3 separate regions of the Mus musculus genome follow, and regions 1 and 3 are each linked to region 2. Evidence: chromatin contacts called from public HiChIP or PLAC-seq data. All regions are on one chromosome and are shown on one strand. The core of a region is the stretch at or near the end of the contact, and the rest is flanking DNA. Distances in the headings are between cores, read along the strand shown.

Region 1 (3,426 bases), core at 346-2,845, 180 kb after region 2:
CTCTCTCTCTCTCTCTCTCCTTTTTTTCCTCCTCTTTCCTATTCTAGGTTAGCTTTTACACTCCTGGGACTTTCACATCTGAATTTTTCTCCAGGTCTTTATCTCCAACAGATCATAGTAATTATCCAGAGAGGAGCCACAAAATTCAGCATACTTGGATAGTCAGTGTGATCCCTTCCTGTGGATTACTGTTACAGATTTCTCTACCTGTACTCCTGGCTCATTGAGAACCCATCATCCTCTGAGATGTCCAGGAGGGGTGTGGCCTTCCTACTTGTTTCCTTTCAGTCCTGCCTCCTGAGAAGCTTTCTTCTGCCCTCTTCCTTCCCCCTCCCCCCGCACCCCCCTTCTTGTTTTAGTCTAGAATGAAGTGGCAGGACTCTAGCTCAGCCATCCTTCTGATTACACCACATAGAGGATTAAAGACCTACAGTTCCCCATGGCCTACAAGAAACAATCCAGTCAGAATTCCTTAGTTCGCATATGATCCCCTTCATCCTATGGCCAAGCCTCGCTTCCTAATTACCTCTGGCCTCCCACCCATATATAGTTACCTATTTGAGAATGTTCCCCATTGTGCCTTTAAAGCTCATCTCAAGGTTCTCCCCTTCCCTGGAATGCTCAGCTTTCTCCATCTCTATTGCTTTGCTCAGCGAATCTTTATTCTTCTTTTACTTGGAGCCCCAAGGTCACAAGTTTTCTATTGCTCTCCTCTTCACAGACCACAGTCCCTCTCTCCTACCCACCTCCAAACCACCTATTGCTCTGCCTTTGACGTTTGCACAGCATTTTAGGTATGCTTTCTCTCAAGCCCTTGTCTTATTGTACTGTGGTTGAAACGTCTTGCTCGGTGGACTAAGAACTCCTATAGAGCACTTCACCTTGTCTTCTGTGGGAATGTGGAAGCTTCAACTCTGTCCTGAAGATGAAGGAGAAAGCACTGGATACTGTCTTCAGGTGGAACTAGGACTTTGCAGTGCCCTCTCCCATCATGTAGCCTGAGTATTAATGAGTCTCCTTACCTTCCTGTCTCTACTAGAGTGAGAATGAATCAAAAGCATGGTGCTGGAGAGATGACTCAGAGGTTAAGAGCACTGACTATTCTTCCAGAGGTTCTGAGTTCAATTCCCAACAACCACATGGTGGCTCATGGCCATCTATAATGAGATATGTAATATTGTCTACAATAATCTTCTGGCCTCCAGACATACATGAAGTCAGAGTGCTGTATAAATCAAAAGCATGGCTCTTCTTATTCACCATTGACATCCATTCAAGGCCACTCTAAACAGAGGGTACTAAATAAATATTAAATAACTGGTCTTTTTTTAAAAGCCTCTTTAGTTTATATTTTTAGTTATTTTCAGCAGTTAGCTTATTTTTAGATGCCAAATTGTGCCTTTGTTTTGAAAAGCTAAGTTACGATATTTACTAAGCCCTCGTAACTTCCCTGTGAACATTTCACTAACTGTAGCTACCACCTGCAAAGATGGCCGGGAAACTGCAATTGTGAGAGAAGATTATATTAAGTCAGCAATAAAACGTCTTGCTTTGTGGGAAAGTGAATCTGAGTGAGCAAGGAATTACAAGGAAAAGACGGAGCACAGTGATGACTGTGCTTACTCACTCACCGCACTGGAATGCCAATAAATGTGTAACATCACACACCCTGGAATTTGATATAATTATTAACTCCATTTATTAGAACAGAGAGAATCAGAAAAAAGGTAACCAAAGTTGCTTAGCAAATACACTTAAAAAAAAAAAGAAGAAGAAGAAAACAGTATAAAAAGCCTGCCAGTTCCAAGAACCACAGGGTCTTCTGTTGACGGTTTCTTCATTACCAAGAAGTTATGGGACAGTGGAAAACATAAGAGTTTCCATTAGCTGAGCAGACTGGAGGGTAGGCTGGGGAATTGTTGGGGAAGATCAGAGCCAGCTCTTAGCTGGTGTGTTGAGGCATGTCTGTAATCATAGCTCTCAAGAAGCCGAGGCAGGAAGACCTGAAGTTGGAGGCCATCTAGCTTATATATTGAGTTTGGCCAGGCTTGATTTCACAGAGAGACTCCCCACCTCCAACAAAACAAGTCCCCAAAGAAGAACCACGTTTCTCTCTTTTCCTTTATCCTCGTTGGTTTGTACAGTAATGTACCTTCACTCTACAGAAGTCATCCATATAGGCATGCCCCTGGGATCTAAAGTGAAGTGCTGGTCTGAGTGAACTTGTCTCAGAACCTCCACATTGTTTCATATTTAAAAAAAAATATTTAATTAAAAATTTTTATGTGTATGGGCATTTTGCTTGCATGTTTGTCTGTTCACCATGTGTGTGCAGGTCCCACAGAGGCCAGAAGTGATGTCAGATTCACTGGAACTGGCATTACAGATGGTTGCGGGCTGCCATGTAGATGCAGGGAATTGAACCTGTACCTTCTGGAAGAGCAGCCAGTACTCATCTATGCTGGGATAGCTCTCCAACTCCAGAGAGCTGAATTATTTTGTGAGTTCTCCATTAGTAACACAAGTTAGTGTTTGCGTTTGTTGTTTTCTTGTTGCTATGACCAAATACCTGACAAATGCAACTTAGGGAAGGAAGGATTTACTGTGGCCAATAATGACCACAGTCTACTGTTACTCAAGCCTAGAGATAGGTTCTTAGATGAGATGGTGGGAATCTGCTCACATCGTGGTGAATTCAGAAGCCGAGAGGAACGCCATCTCATCAGCTTTCTCCATTTTCTCTTTTCATTGGGTTCTTGGCCCCCACTCCTTGGGAGAGATGTCTCTCACATTTAGGGTAGCACTTTCTCCACCACAAACACACAAAGGAGCACCTCATTACTGTTCTAGGTGTTTCTTAATCCAATCAAGTTGACAGTGGAGATTAATCATCACAGTAATTCTATGAAATACTCCTACTTTAAAAAAGGTGGCAAGCTGTCAAAACTGGGTTGCTTCAGGCAAGCAAATACAGCTATGACTGTTGTCCTTACTGTCCCTTAATTTGTGATCCTTCTGTCCCTCTATTCTCTCTCTTCATCTCTGATCAAAGTACTACAGGCTGTGCTATGGGTATTACCCAGTTACCAACCCATGTATAACTCCCCTTAGTCTATATCTTGCTTCCGACACCTCTTAAAGCTTTATATGTTATTCACTCTCCGTTTTACCTATTTCAGAAATCACACATCTCATTTTCAGTATTTAGAAGCCACTCTTACTCTCCAATTTTAAGTATTTTTAATGATTTTGATAAGTGAACTCACCATTGCTCATCTCAATACGAATAATTAAAGTCTTCCCTCCCCCCTCCCCTCCCTCCAGCTCATCTTTGTATTCCTTCCAGAATGGGGTGTGTTGGGAGGGCCTCTTTGACAGAGAGAAGGCACCTGACTGTGAAGGCATTTCACAGCTCATTAATTACCT
Region 2 (3,533 bases), core at 756-3,255:
CCAGCTTAAGTTTTCTTTTCTTTCTTTTCAGTTTTTAAAAATTTCATGTGCCTTGGTGTTTTGCATACAAAGTAAGTCTGTGTGACGGTGTTGGATCCCCTGGAACTGCAGTCACAGACAATTAGAAGCTGCCACATAGGTGTTGGGTCCTCTGTAAGAACAAACAGTGCTCTTCCCACTGAGCCACCTCTCTGACCCAGCTTACGTCTTCAGGAAACTTGCAGACTAGATTTGTATCTTTAATGATGGGTGGATATGGTGACTGTCCTTCTCAAACTGTACTGTAGCCCGAGTGAGACTTCAACCCTGGAGATATGTTTGGCTTGAAGAATAGTGACAAGAAGGTGGTTACAGTCATAACAAAGGAGTGGCCAAGTGCTGCGGCAGCCTCTGTGAAGACAGGAGTCAAGGCCATGTTCCCAGCGATTATCAGGCCCACACTCTCTGGCACCCCGTAGGATCTGTACTGTATGGTGACGAACGTGTTCCCCTTCTCCTCTGCCAGTGTGAAGCCAGCTGGTATCCTGCGTGAACACAGTATTCCCTGTATCTCACTCAGTCTGGATGGAGGCCCAACACTGGGTGATAACTCAACAATTCCGTTCAGGAAGCAAAGCCCATGGCATTCCTTAGAACTTTCAGACTGTCTAGATGAAACAGGCCCATTTGAATGCTTTCCCCCCTCCCCTTCAGTGATAGCTGAAGAATGTAGTTTTTCATGGGTGGACACACTGGGTATGTGACAGATGTAAATTCAGATACAGACAAAACACCAGCTACATGATTCAGACTCTGTACCATGCTTCCCCAGATCTTACTTCAGCAGGGGTCAAACAGAGGAACGCTGGTGTTTGACAACTGTCTTGAGTCATCAGAGGAAGTTCCTAGCGTTCGGATGTGCTTGTTGAAATAACCCTGGTGAACAAAGCCAGCCTCCCCCTTCCCCCCACACTTCCCCTCATCCCTGTGGGCCAGTGAGGTTTTCATTTTAGGAAATGGAAGTGTCAATGTGGACAAACTGTCCTGAGGTATTTATAGCGGAGTGTGTCATTTTCTTAAACTGCCTTCAAACCAGGTAATATGTGAATGGAAAGGGGATCTGAATTTCTTCCACTCTTTCGTGCCATCTGAACAGAACTGCGCTGAGGCTCCCTTACACTTAATGGCTCTCGGCTTTGTCTTTTGAGACTGGGTCCCTCACTTATAAAACTCATCTAAAAAGCTCAGGGAATCCTCTGGGACCCACGTCTCCAGTACCAGGATTTCAGGAGTAAGGTACCAGATCCAGTTTCTGTGTGGGTGCTAGGGAGCCAAGATTAAATTCTCATGCTTGCCTAACAATTCTCATGCTTGCCTAACCTTCTTGACTGGGGGAGCTCCCAACCCCAACGTTTTAAATTTTTAAAAAAGTGTCATTTTGAGTGTGAGAGTGTTTGTGCACGTGAGTCTGTGCCCAGGAAGCCCAGGGAGGCCATGGATGCCAGTTTATAGCATCTGCAGGGTGCCAGGTTTGCTCCTGCACAATCAACACCTCAGAAAGTTAGCTGTTGTTCTGCCTGGGTCCTCCTGATCATGGGATGTTTTAAGTGGAAAGGAGGAAAAAAAAAACAAAAAACAAAACAAAAGGAAAAGGGACCCTTGAAGGCTTATAAGCAGAGTCTGTTTTATATTCATGGTGAGGAGACTCTGACCCTCCCAGGAAGGCTCTAAAGGTTAAAAACCACGAGGTAGTAAATAAAACAGAACTACTGTTCGAATCAGCTCTCAGGGCGATGATTCACTGCACTGGCTCATCCTTGGGAAATCACCTACTAAGTGGAATTTAGCAGTGAAGGTGTTATTTTTGGTGCATGATTTATTGCTCCCCCACCCACCCCCTGGGGATTGAATCTAGCTTTGCCAGGCGGAAGTGCTGTCTCTCGAGGGGGACAGGACTGTGTCCACTGCTGAGGCTCTAGGATACTGAATCATGTAACGGGAAAGCCACAGAAGCCAAGAGACTAGATGACCCGGGCTCCTAACACTGGCTCTGTAACTGATTAACACAGCAAGGAGAGCAAGTGGGTACTTAACCTCTGCTCATCTGTAAAAACCCGTTGTCTCAGCTTCTGACCATGCTGTGGCACAGACCAGAGTACTATAAAATTAATAAACCACACGAACAAAGCAGTTAGCACCGTGGAAGGGCAGAAAAGTCTGCCTGGCGGAAGCAACCCTGCCAGGAAGGTGGCAAATGCAAGACATTCCCACTCGCTCCAAAACCTCTCATTCTCTGTTAATCTCACAGCACCCTTTCCCTTCCCCCAACTTCCTTGGTTTCATTATGACTAATTTTGCAAGGAAGATTTAATACTGGTGTTTTGCTCCTTTCCCTGGACCAAATCTCTCTAGGTTTAATTCACCCATGGTGCTCTGCTATGCTGTTTACAAAGGTCACCAGATAACTTTAGAGCCGCTACAATCTGGAAAATGACATGCACAGGAACAGGTATATTCCCTGTCATCTGCCTAAAGAAATAAGGCTTACCAGCTGCCACCGCCCCTGCCACCAACCAGCTGCCACCGCCCCTGCCACCAACTCCTCTTGCACACTCTCCTTATATTGATGGAGACACACTGAGACTCTGAGAGATTACATAGCTAACCGAAGGTCTGACATTATGGCCATTTAAAAAAATCTCTTCAGAGAACATTTACCTAATGTTCAAAACTCATTACTGAATTTTGTTTGGATCCTGACAATACAACTATCAACAAAACATAGTCATTTCTGAATATATTAACAGAGTTTTGTTAGCAGATGTGAACATTTTTTGTTTATGTTTGTTTACCAGTGGTAGTGTTTCCATGAATTTCTTTCTCAATCTGCAGCGCTGACACTGAGCCCAGATAATCTAGCTTAGAGAAATGAGATGAAAATCATGAATTATGATTTTAGGGGGGAGGGTAGGGTAGGGTAGGGGAGGTGGCTCAGCAGTTAGAATGCTTGCCGAATAAGCACAAGAATCGGAGTTGAGATGTTCAAAACCTACTTAAATGTAGGGTGGGTGAGGCAGCCTTGGAGGGTGGAGGCAGAGAAGCCACAGAGCTAGTGAGATCATGGACCTTAGAAAAGAGTCTATTACCTCCACTTCGCTAGACCGGAATGATTTCTTACTACAATCTGAATCTTATCCTATACCCACAGATAAATGTAACTGCCACCCCTCAAAGAGGTCTCTCTTCACAGCAGATGAAGAGTATCACAGAAAACAACTGGGCGCAAGGCAAAGATCAATGGAGCATGGGGAGCCAAGTGCCACAGCTACACCACAGCTCCCGAATCAGTGGCTCAGGAACATGGAGGAAGAAGGATGGAAATGTTTTAAGAGTCAGAATACCAAGAAGCCAGCACTGAAACAGTTTCTCCTGGGAATGGATGCATAAAGAAGACCAGAAAACCAGAAGTATCCATAGTCATATTAATCTGGAAAGGAGAAAGTTTCACAGGATCCTACTCACCAAACAAAAAAACACTGGCAACTAATGGTTGC
Region 3 (3,300 bases), core at 135-2,634, 130 kb after region 2:
TGGAAGAGAAGACATGAAGGGGAGACTGTGAGGTGATTTATTCTAGCTAGCCCTTATAAAAGACACAGAAACCTGGTATTGTATTTATAATATATGATCCTAGATTGGACAGGTTCTATGCTGTTCGCACCTGTATCCCTACTGTATGCTCCTTGTCACTCACTGTTTGAGTCTCCCTGGCTGCTTCTGCTCCATCAGTCTGCCCTCAGGGTGCATTTCTCCTGGACACATACTCATGATCCATCAGGCCTCATGGGGACCTCCTCTCTGTCCTCTTCTTTCTGGCTCTTCCCCATCACTCAATCCTCAAGTCCCACCTTCCTTACTCCACTGCCCAATCACATGCCTTTTATTAACCAATCAGCTTTTAAACTGGGGAGCAAGGTTTACATAGCAAAGACTGGTATGAGAGAAGTCACTCATCTAGATGGCAACCAGATCTTGGGATTCAGACTTTAGCATTTGTATGCATAGCAACAGACCAACCCCCAGCCAGAAAGTGCAGATGAGAAGAGGAAAGGGGAAATAATTATGTTTTAAAAAAACAGAAAGCAAGAAACATTAAACAGAAGACCTGAAAGGGTAAAATACCGATTAAAATGAGAAAGGAAAAGGAGAAAGCAGAAAGGAGAAGAAAATAGAGGCAGAGAGAAGGAAGGAAAAAGCAAGAATGGAAAAGAAGAGGTGAGGAAACAGATATAAGGGGGAGACAGGGAGAATACCAGAGAACTGACCCAGTTTTATTATACAGATCTATTCTGGTCATTTTAGATCTATGTTTGAAGTAAAAATGCATGAGTTTTTGCAAAAAATGTTACGCAACATTTTACAAGTATTGGCATCCCAGTGAATTAACCCATTCTTACTAGCATAAAATATATGTATGTGTGTATGTGTGTGTGTGTGTATATATATATATATATATATATGTATATATATATATATAAAGAATAATCTGTTAGACATGACACTTCCCGAGACGTGCTGACCTAAGAACTCCATGGAGTCTTCATTTATTAACGAGTAAGGGAAGATATTTAAAGGAACCACGGCTGCTGACTACGTCAGATTCCTCCACTGTCTGGGCCCTCTTAGGAGCGCCACTCCCTGCACTTCCTGTAACCCTTGCTTAGGGCTTCCAAGTTTTCTTTCTCCACAAGGCTTCTCTTTCAGAAAATCAAAGACATTTATCCTCCCTGTGAATTTTCTATTCATCTCATGATTCATGGACCTGAGGGACATGAAAATTCCAGAACCAACTTCCTAGCTTTTTCCACATACACAAAAAGACATCAAAAACCCGCTTTCTATTTGGAGGCTAAACCCCACTGCTGCATAAACTCAAACTTCCACTTGGGGGTGGGGTCTGGAGGATGGGGGCATGGACAGGAGCGGGGCAGGGACAGGATGTGAAAGGAGAAAAAAGGAACACTTTATTTTGCCCAAAGCCTGATGCTTAAATACTAATACAAGTAAATTAAAAAGTTTCACCGGGAAACTTCCAAATGGGTTTCCTTTCTGGATCTGCAAATAGCTATCTTAAAAGGAAATTGTGTGAAGAAGTTTAGTATGAATAATGTTGAAACATTTTCCTTAGAATAAATATAAAACAAGAAAATAAACAATAGACAGGCAGTGGTGGTGCGAGCCTTTAATCCCAGCACTTGGGAGGCAAAGGCAGGCAGATTTCTGAGTACGAGGCCAGCCAGGTCTACAGAGTGAGTTCCAGGACAGCCAGGGCTACATAGAGACACCCTATCTCAGAAAAAAGAAAGAAAGAAAGAAAGAAGGAGGGAGAAAGAGAGAGAGAGAGAGAGAGAGAGAGAGAGAGAGAGAGAGAGAGAGAGAGAGAGAGAGAGAGAAGATAAACAATAGTTTCAAAATATGTCAACAATGACATTTTTAACACATTACAAATTTTATTAACTTTCTTTTTTTGTCTTGACTTGTAACAGGAAGTCTTTCCTGTAAACACTGGGAGTAAAGCCCTTCATAGAAAAGGATGCTTTCTGAAGTTTATAAAGAGGGAACTGGAATTATGATTACCCTCAAAGACCTTTTACAATTTGCTTTGTATAAATAAACTCTTTTGATTATTACCTGAAATTAACAGGATGTAGAACTTTATAGCTTTGTTCCAGTTCCCTTTTCTATTGCTGTGCTTAAAAACTCTGACCAGGAGAAGAAGGTTCCAGTCACCAAGGGAATGCAGGGCAGGAACGTGAGGCAGGAACTGAAGCAGAGGCCAATGAGGAATGCTGCTTACTGGCTTGCTCCTTGTGGCCTCCTCTGCTTGCTTTTTTCATACCACCCAGGACCACTAGTCTAGCGATGGCACTGTCCTCCCCTCCCCAATGGGCTGAGTGCTCCCACACCAACCTTTAATCATGACAACAGCCCGTAGACTTGCCTGTAGGCCAATCTGATGGATGCAATATCTCAATTAAGGGATCTTCTCAAATGATCAACTTTTGGCAAGTTGACAAAACAACAAAACAAAAATAAACCAACCAACCAAATAAACAAACAAAAAGCTAGTCAACTCAGGCAAGCCTTGAATCTTTCTTTTTGAAAAGGTGCAAACCAAGTACGAAGCAGTTATGGTTGGCATGGCCTACCAGGGATCTCTCCATGAACTGCTAGCTCTCCTAGTCCATTCTACCATTGAATACAGCAAGAGTGTCTTCTAAGTCTAACGTTAGGAAGGACAGCATATTATCCCTTTACTTTAAACGTTGCCAAATATTCTTCAAGGAACATTGCAAAGTATTTGGATGTATGGTTTAGTATTTTAATAAAAATAGCTATCTTTTTGCAAGCATTCTATAGTTTATTAAAAGTATGATCTAGGGGCTGGAGAGATGGCTCAGAGGTTAAGAGCACTGACTGCTCTTCTGAAGGTCCTGAGTTTAAATCCCAGCAACCACATGGTGGCTCACAACCATCTGTAAAGAGATCAGACGCCCTCTTCAGGTGTGTCTGAAGACAGCTACAGTGTACTTAGATATAATAATAAATAAATCTTAAAAAAAGAGTATGATCTACTACTTCTATGCTTCATTTCAAATGAACAGAAAGCTGTTTCTCCTCTAGCATTAGCAAAGGCTGGTCCAATCACAGAGTGCCTACTTATTACACAACCAGCTATGTGTACCATCTGACTATATATCTGGGCATAGCTGCATTCCCCACCATTTAAGAGTTTATGATGTGTACTCATTTCTGTGATAGGAAAGCACACTATGTTTTCGAATGTCCTCGTTTCATTAGGTGGTAAAGTATGGTAATGGGATGCCCACA

Evidence for each region. HiChIP or PLAC-seq counts read pairs in DNA pulled down with a chosen protein or histone mark.
Region 1: a FOXA1 HiChIP or PLAC-seq map of pancreatic cancer cells shows a contact between it and region 2. The contact joins two enhancer-like sites. A contact is called at or near these places in 3 of 484 Hi-C or Micro-C datasets (bone marrow-derived macrophages, double positive thymocytes and nephron progenitors), 1 of 115 datasets of contacts at active chromatin or transcription factors (pancreatic cancer cells) and 1 of 9 other capture datasets (embryonic tail).
Region 3: an H3K27ac HiChIP or PLAC-seq map of microglia shows a contact between it and region 2, with 7 times the contacts expected there. The contact joins two enhancer-like sites. A contact is called at or near these places in 2 of 15 datasets of contacts at CTCF or cohesin (CD8 T cells and the NIH/3T3 cell line), 36 of 484 Hi-C or Micro-C datasets (3T3-L1-derived adipocytes, the AML12 cell line, B cells and 27 more), 14 of 115 datasets of contacts at active chromatin or transcription factors (the 230-238 cell line, CD8 T cells, acute myeloid leukemia and 10 more) and 1 of 9 other capture datasets (bone marrow-derived macrophages).

The regions. Positions count from the first base shown.
Region 1 is chr5:3,320,425-3,323,850 of GRCm38.p6, reverse strand. All of the region lies in intron 2 of Gm36470 (predicted gene, 36470), which reads left to right. Among named protein-coding and RNA genes, the nearest start is that of Gm36470, 21 kb to the left of the region's middle. Within about 2 kb of position 1,595, at least 27 of the 459 cell types and tissues checked have an H3K27ac peak or open chromatin away from gene starts, as enhancers often do. A contact at or near this core is called in pancreatic cancer cells, where this site is marked.
Region 2 is chr5:3,500,158-3,503,690 of GRCm38.p6, reverse strand. All of the region lies in intron 5 of Cdk6 (cyclin-dependent kinase 6), which reads right to left. Among named protein-coding and RNA genes, the nearest start is that of Fam133b, 42 kb to the left of the region's middle. Within about 2 kb of position 2,005, at least 196 of the 459 cell types and tissues checked have an H3K27ac peak or open chromatin away from gene starts, as enhancers often do. A contact at or near this core is called in Kupffer cells, bone marrow-derived macrophages, heart atrium and 3 more, where this site is marked.
Region 3 is chr5:3,367,300-3,370,599 of GRCm38.p6, reverse strand. All of the region lies in intron 2 of Cdk6 (cyclin-dependent kinase 6), which reads right to left. Among named protein-coding and RNA genes, the nearest start is that of Cdk6, 25 kb to the right of the region's middle. Within about 2 kb of position 1,384, at least 31 of the 459 cell types and tissues checked have an H3K27ac peak or open chromatin away from gene starts, as enhancers often do. A contact at or near this core is called in Kupffer cells, bone marrow-derived macrophages, heart atrium and 2 more, where this site is marked.